Regions from separate parts of the Sus scrofa genome. Here region 1 is linked to region 2. A link is a contact called in public Hi-C data. All regions are on one chromosome and are shown on one strand. Each heading gives the region's core, a stretch centred on a gene start, on an enhancer-like site or on the middle of the called end of the contact. The rest is flanking DNA. Distances are from core to core; before and after follow the strand shown. Region 1 has its middle 17 kb from the start of PIM1. Region 2 overlaps FGD2 (FYVE, RhoGEF and PH domain-containing protein 2).

Region 1 (2,700 bases), core at 130-2,629, 100 kb after region 2:
GCAGGCCTAAAAAAAAAAGAGATAAAATAAGTTGTCAATCAAATTACCTTGAAGGAGGAATTCTGGTTGTTGCTCAGTGGTTAACGAATCCAACTACAAACCATGAGGTTGCGGGTTCCATCCCTGGCCTTTCTCAGTGGGTTAAGGATCCGGCATTGCCGTGAGCTGTAGTGTAGGTCGCAGACACGGCTCGGATCCCGCATTGCTGTGGCTGTGGCTGTGGCGTAGGCCGGTGGCTACAGCTCCGATTCGACCCCTACCCCGGGAACCTCAATATGCCTCAGGAGTGGCCCTAGAAATGGCAAAAAGACAAAAAAAAAAGAAAAAAAAGGAAAAAAATTACCTTGAAGAAATTAAAAGAGCATTTATTGGAGTTCCCGTTGTGGTGCGGCAGAAATCAATCCAACTGGGAACCATGAGGTTTCAGGTTCGATCCCTGGCCTCGCTCAGTAGGTTAAGGATCCAGCATTGCCATGAGATGTGATGTAGGTCAGTACTGTATCTCCAATTGGACTCCTATCCTGGGAACCTCCATATGCTGTGGGTGTGGCCCTAAAAAGAAAAGAAAAAACAAACAAAAAAGACCATTTATTACATATTCAACACATCACTTCTTGGATTTTATGTCAAGCTTTCCTTCTATATCTGTATTGGACAATCCACAGAGTCAGCTATTTTTGCTGTGATTTCCTCTCTTACTCCAGTTTGCTCTTAGGATCCCTATAAAATAATAAAGACACATATTTACCATAAAGGAAAGAGCCTATGGAATAACTACAGATGCGAACCTTCTATTGCATCCATCACTTCTGATATTGCTACTATACTTCAGAAATTGTGTGAGTGAAAAATGATGCTTTGAAGTAATAGATTGTTCCTTTGCCTCCCAGTTTCACTTGATTTAGAAGAAACTCTACTTAATCCCCTCTCTAAAATTCCCTGAAATTACTCTTGCAGTGTGCAGCCTGAATTTAGGATAAATAAATTGCACAAGATTGAAAATACCCTTTCAGCTATCTTATTCTGTGTAATATTTGAAAAGGAATTGTGGAATTTTGTTTCTATGCAGCATTAAAAAAAAAAAAAGAGGGAAAAGGAGTTTTAAAAAAAGTCTTAGCAGCTGTGCATTTTTTTTAAATAATAAGAAAATAGCATTCCCCAGAATTTCCAGTAAAACCCGTAAGATTTAGGCAGTTCATCCCTAAAGTATGTGTGGGATGCTGGGAGCTCCCTGGCTTTTCCAGGCAGCTCCACCCCCCAACACCCCCCACACACACACCAAAAAAAAGCAGATGGGCTGCCTCTGAACGAATCAAACTCTCCAGGGGCAGAAGCTCTCTGCTCTAAATGCTAATAGAGTGAGTAATCAGAAACCTACATTTGGTAAATTATTTATCTTATCTCTGGAACTCAGCAAAGCATGGAAGGCAGGAACTTCTGTAGAAAGATGTTGTTGGTCAAGAACTCCAGCTGGAATTTGTACTTTTACTAGAAAAGGGAAAAGTTCAGAGACCAGAGTGGCTCATGAAGCAATCATTAAAAAAAAAAAAAAAAAAAAAAAAAAGAGACCACAGGCAAAGCCAAGGAAAACTGACTTCACAGTTCTGTGGAACAGGTCTGGTTCATGTTTTGTCTAATGGGCCTTAAGTTCCATCTGGATTAGGGTAATGGCCACAGAAACCAGTAGATAATAAAGCTCCCTGAAGAGCTGGGAATCAGTAGATTCTCGCACTCCTGGTCTCCTCCACCATTCCCTGGCAAAGGGCAGCCAGCCCAAGTAACCGGAAGCAGTAGTTCTGAAACCTGAGCTTCCGGCTTCGGAATCACCTGGAGGGCTTGTTAAACCAGGATGGCCCGGCCCCACCCCCAGAATCTCCCATTGTGTAGGCCTGAGGGGAAGGTGCCTGGTCGTTTGCATTTCTGCCTTTTGAACAAGTTCCCAGGTGCTGCTCTTGCTGGTTCAGGGACCTCACTTTGAGAACCACCGGCCTAGAGGGTGGGTCTTTTTCTTTCTACAGTTTGGTTTAGATCTGGTACAGTCCAAGCACCTTCCCTTGGGAGTTCCTTGATGGCTTAGTGGGTTAAGGATCCAGTATTGTCACTGCCGTGGCTCCAGCTACCGCTGTGGCGCGGTTTCAGTCCCTGGCCCAGGAGGGGTGCAGCCGAAAGTAAAACATAAAATAAAATGAGCACCCTCCTTTGGGATAGGCTATGGAGATTTGGAGCTTTAAGGGGTATGACTGGGATTTTGAAAGTGAAATTAGCCTTAGAAATGACTCTTAGCACTTTCACCTACTTTATAAAACATATTAACTTTTTTTTTGGCCACTCCCAGGACATGTGGAAGTTTCCCGGCCAGGGATTGAAACTGTGCCACAGCAGTAACCTGAGCCACTGCAGTGACAAAACCATGTCCTTAACCTGCTGAGCCACCAAGGAACGCCACAAAACATATTAACTTGATAAATCAATTCCATCTTTGGTTAATGTTATACTTAGAGCACACGCAATTGCCTTGTGTCCTCCACAGTCCCAAGTACTTTTGAGTTCAATAGAATTAAGCAGATGAAAAAGTAAAGGTTTCATTTGAATAAACATGGTTGTATATGTCACATTCACATTATAAACACATTAAAAAGTCTGTTTTACTTCAATACAGGGTCACCAGTGCATCCACATTGCGAACTCAGTTCTGATCAA
Region 2 (2,700 bases), core at 69-2,568:
AGGGCTAATGGAGGGACATGGGGACCTACTGGGGGGTGGGGGTCACAGCCCTTTCCCCACACCTCAGCTCACTGAGGTCTTTTGGGAATGCAGATGAGCCCCCCCTCCCACCTGTAGCATCCAGCTCTCCTTCCTAAAGTGGCCAGAATATCTCAGAGGCCAGGGTGCGTGCAAGCTTGTATATCTGGCAGCCTTGATGAGTAAGACTGAGAAAGTCAGGTTATGGAGAATTACAGAGAAATGGAGATTGGCAGCACTGTCTGGGGACTGGCAGAGAAAAAAGAGGCAGAGATCGACAGATAAAAAAGCCAAGAAATAGACCAAAACAGAAAGAGAAAAAGAGAGAACGGCCTGAGAGTGTCAGATACTCAGGCTGTATGATGGGGGCTCACAGACCCGGTGTGCGTGCCTGGTTCCTGGCATCTGCTGGTCTCAGTGAACAGGGTCCCTGCAGGGCGTGTCTGGTGCTCTGGTGGCTGCACAGCACCCTCTGCTGGATGGCATGAGCCCAGCAGGTGCAAAGCTGTTTACCCACCTGCGTTTCTGAGTCTGAGGTTTTGGAGGCAGGTCTGGTCTTTGACCACCAGAAAGTTCCCACTGGCCTGTGACCCCCTGGCCTCTGCCTTCCTAAGTATCAAGGAGGTCTAGTTCTCAGCAGCTAGTTCTCCCCCAGGGTCCGACTTGGTCCAGTTGTGCTGTCCTGCACAGGGCCAACCTAAGAAGAAGGAAGGGGTGCAAGCACGTACATATACTTGGCATCTCCATGGACAGCTGTGCAAGTTGTGCACTGCAAGAGCACGCCTCGTTTGAGATGAGCACAGCTCCCCCACAGCTGGCCGCGTAGATTGTATATTTACCATTCTCCTTGTCCAGCAGATGGCAGTCAAGCGTCTGGTTCAACAAAATCCGACTATTATGCCAGTTTGCCAACAGATGTCAGTAAAGTGTTTTGAGGAAGGAGTATCTTTTTAAAACTAGCACAAAGACACAGTACAGGCTGGCAGGGGCCTGAACTGATCCAGAGTCTGGTGGTTGAGCCTAGGCTCTGGGAATTGTCCTCTAGAAACCTCCATCTTGCCCCTCTGCCGTGGTGGCCCCTCAGGTCAGGGGCTCTCCCAGAAACCCATTTTCTATTAAAAGCATCATATTTCTTCCTAGCTGTGGTCTCCAAACCTTAGATTTCCCCCTTTAGTCCCTCTCCCCCTCCCTTATTCAGTCAGTTGTGGCATCTGGCCAGATTTCCTGATATTGTCTCTCTCCCCAGGTGCAGGCAGGCCCTGGGCAAGCCTCGACCATTCTGAGTATCACTTCCTACCTGGCCTCTGGGCTGCTGGTTTGTCCCATTTTCCCCAGACCCAGCCCTTTGACCTTCTCGCCCAGCGGCTGGAGCTGCTTTCCCGGAACACCTCTCTCCACAGAAGCTTCTCTGTTTATAAGCCCTCAGAGCCTCCCCATTGTCAAGAGTAACACGTGCAAATCACTTCGGCCCCTTCTAGAGGGAGGGGCTATGAGAGGGGTAGACTAGGCCTGGAGTCATGCTCTCTGGGTGGGATGGGCTGCCTGAAGGTGTAACAAGGCCTGGTTATCTCATGGCAGGGCCCCAGCAGAGGGCCCCAAGGGTCAGGTGGATTCAGTGACAACAGAGTTCCCCCATGCTGGGCCCTGGGGCTCTGGGTCTGTGTCTTAGCCACTCTTGTGACTCTCTCTCCACTGCCTGGGGGAGGTCTGTGCTTGCAGGGCTCTAGCAGTGGGGCCGAAATAGATGTGCTCCTCCCTTACCCTTGGGGACTAAAAGCCTGAGTTTGAATCTTCATTCTGCTCCTTATTTATTTACTGATTTAGTTTTGCTTTTTAGGGCTGCACCCTCCGCATATAGAAGTTTCTAGGTTAGGGATCAAAAAATCAGAGCTACAGCTGCCGGCCTACACCCCAACCGCAGCCACGCAGGATCCAGGCCGAATCTGTGACCGATGTCACAGCTCAGGGCAGCACGGGATCCTTAGCCCATTGAGTGAGGCCAGGGATTGAATCTGCATCCTCATGGGTACCAGTCAGGTTCATTACCACCAAGCTACACTGGGAACTCCCAGAAGGTGTTGAACAAGCTCACTGCCCTGTCTCTTGAATTCGAATTGTCCCTGGCATGCAGTCCACCTCCCTTCACCCACGGTGCCTGTGGAGAGGGGGTGGTGAGGCTGAGAGGTCTCTCCCTCCCTTTCTGAGCAGGTTCGAGAGCTGACTGACGCCGAGTTCCCCCACTCCTTCCTGGTGTCCGGGAAGCAGCGCACCCTGGAGCTGCAGGCCCGGTAGGCAGGCGGCTGAGGGCTGGGCGAGACGGGAACACAGGGAGGGGCTGCTCTTCTCAACATGTGTGTTCACTTTCCGAGCAGGTCCCAGGAGGAAATGATCTCCTGGATGCAGGTATCAGAACGCTCCAGGGCCCCTAGGATTCTGACTCCCTACCCAAGCTGAGGGAGAGAGGGGTGCAGTGTGTGTGTGTGTGTGTGTGTGTGTGTGTGTGTGTGTGTGCTGCTGCTACTCCCTGCTCTTCCTCAGAGTTGCTCTCTGGTACTTTGGATACAGATCTGAGTTCACATCTTAGTGCCTCTCACTGCCCAGCTGGTGGCCTGGGGCAGGTCACTTAATGTCTCTGAACCTCAGTTTTCACATCTGTTACCTGGGGCTAATAGTTTCTCCCCC

What was found. Hi-C and Micro-C count contacts between places; a contact is called where the count stands out from the background.
Region 1: a contact with region 2 is called in a Hi-C map of liver, with 1.8 times the contacts expected there. The contact joins two enhancer-like sites. A contact is called at or near these places in 2 of 5 promoter capture datasets (fetal skeletal muscle and liver), 3 of 47 Hi-C or Micro-C datasets (all in liver) and 2 of 2 datasets of contacts at active chromatin or transcription factors (alveolar macrophages and skeletal muscle).

Annotation. Positions count from the first base shown.
Region 1 is chr7:32,769,597-32,772,296 of Sscrofa11.1, forward strand. No RefSeq gene overlaps it. Among named protein-coding and RNA genes, the nearest start is that of PIM1, 17 kb to the right of the region's middle. Within about 2 kb of position 1,380, at least 36 of the 83 cell types and tissues checked have an H3K27ac peak or open chromatin away from gene starts, as enhancers often do. A contact at or near this core is called in liver, where this site is marked.
Region 2 is chr7:32,664,888-32,667,587 of Sscrofa11.1, forward strand. FGD2 (FYVE, RhoGEF and PH domain-containing protein 2) reads left to right here. Exons shown (of 13, transcript XM_021098655.1): 7 at 2,227-2,306; 8 at 2,391-2,421. Among named protein-coding and RNA genes, the nearest start is that of FGD2, 18 kb to the left of the region's middle. Within about 2 kb of position 1,319, at least 31 of the 83 cell types and tissues checked have an H3K27ac peak or open chromatin away from gene starts, as enhancers often do. A contact at or near this core is called in liver, where this site is marked.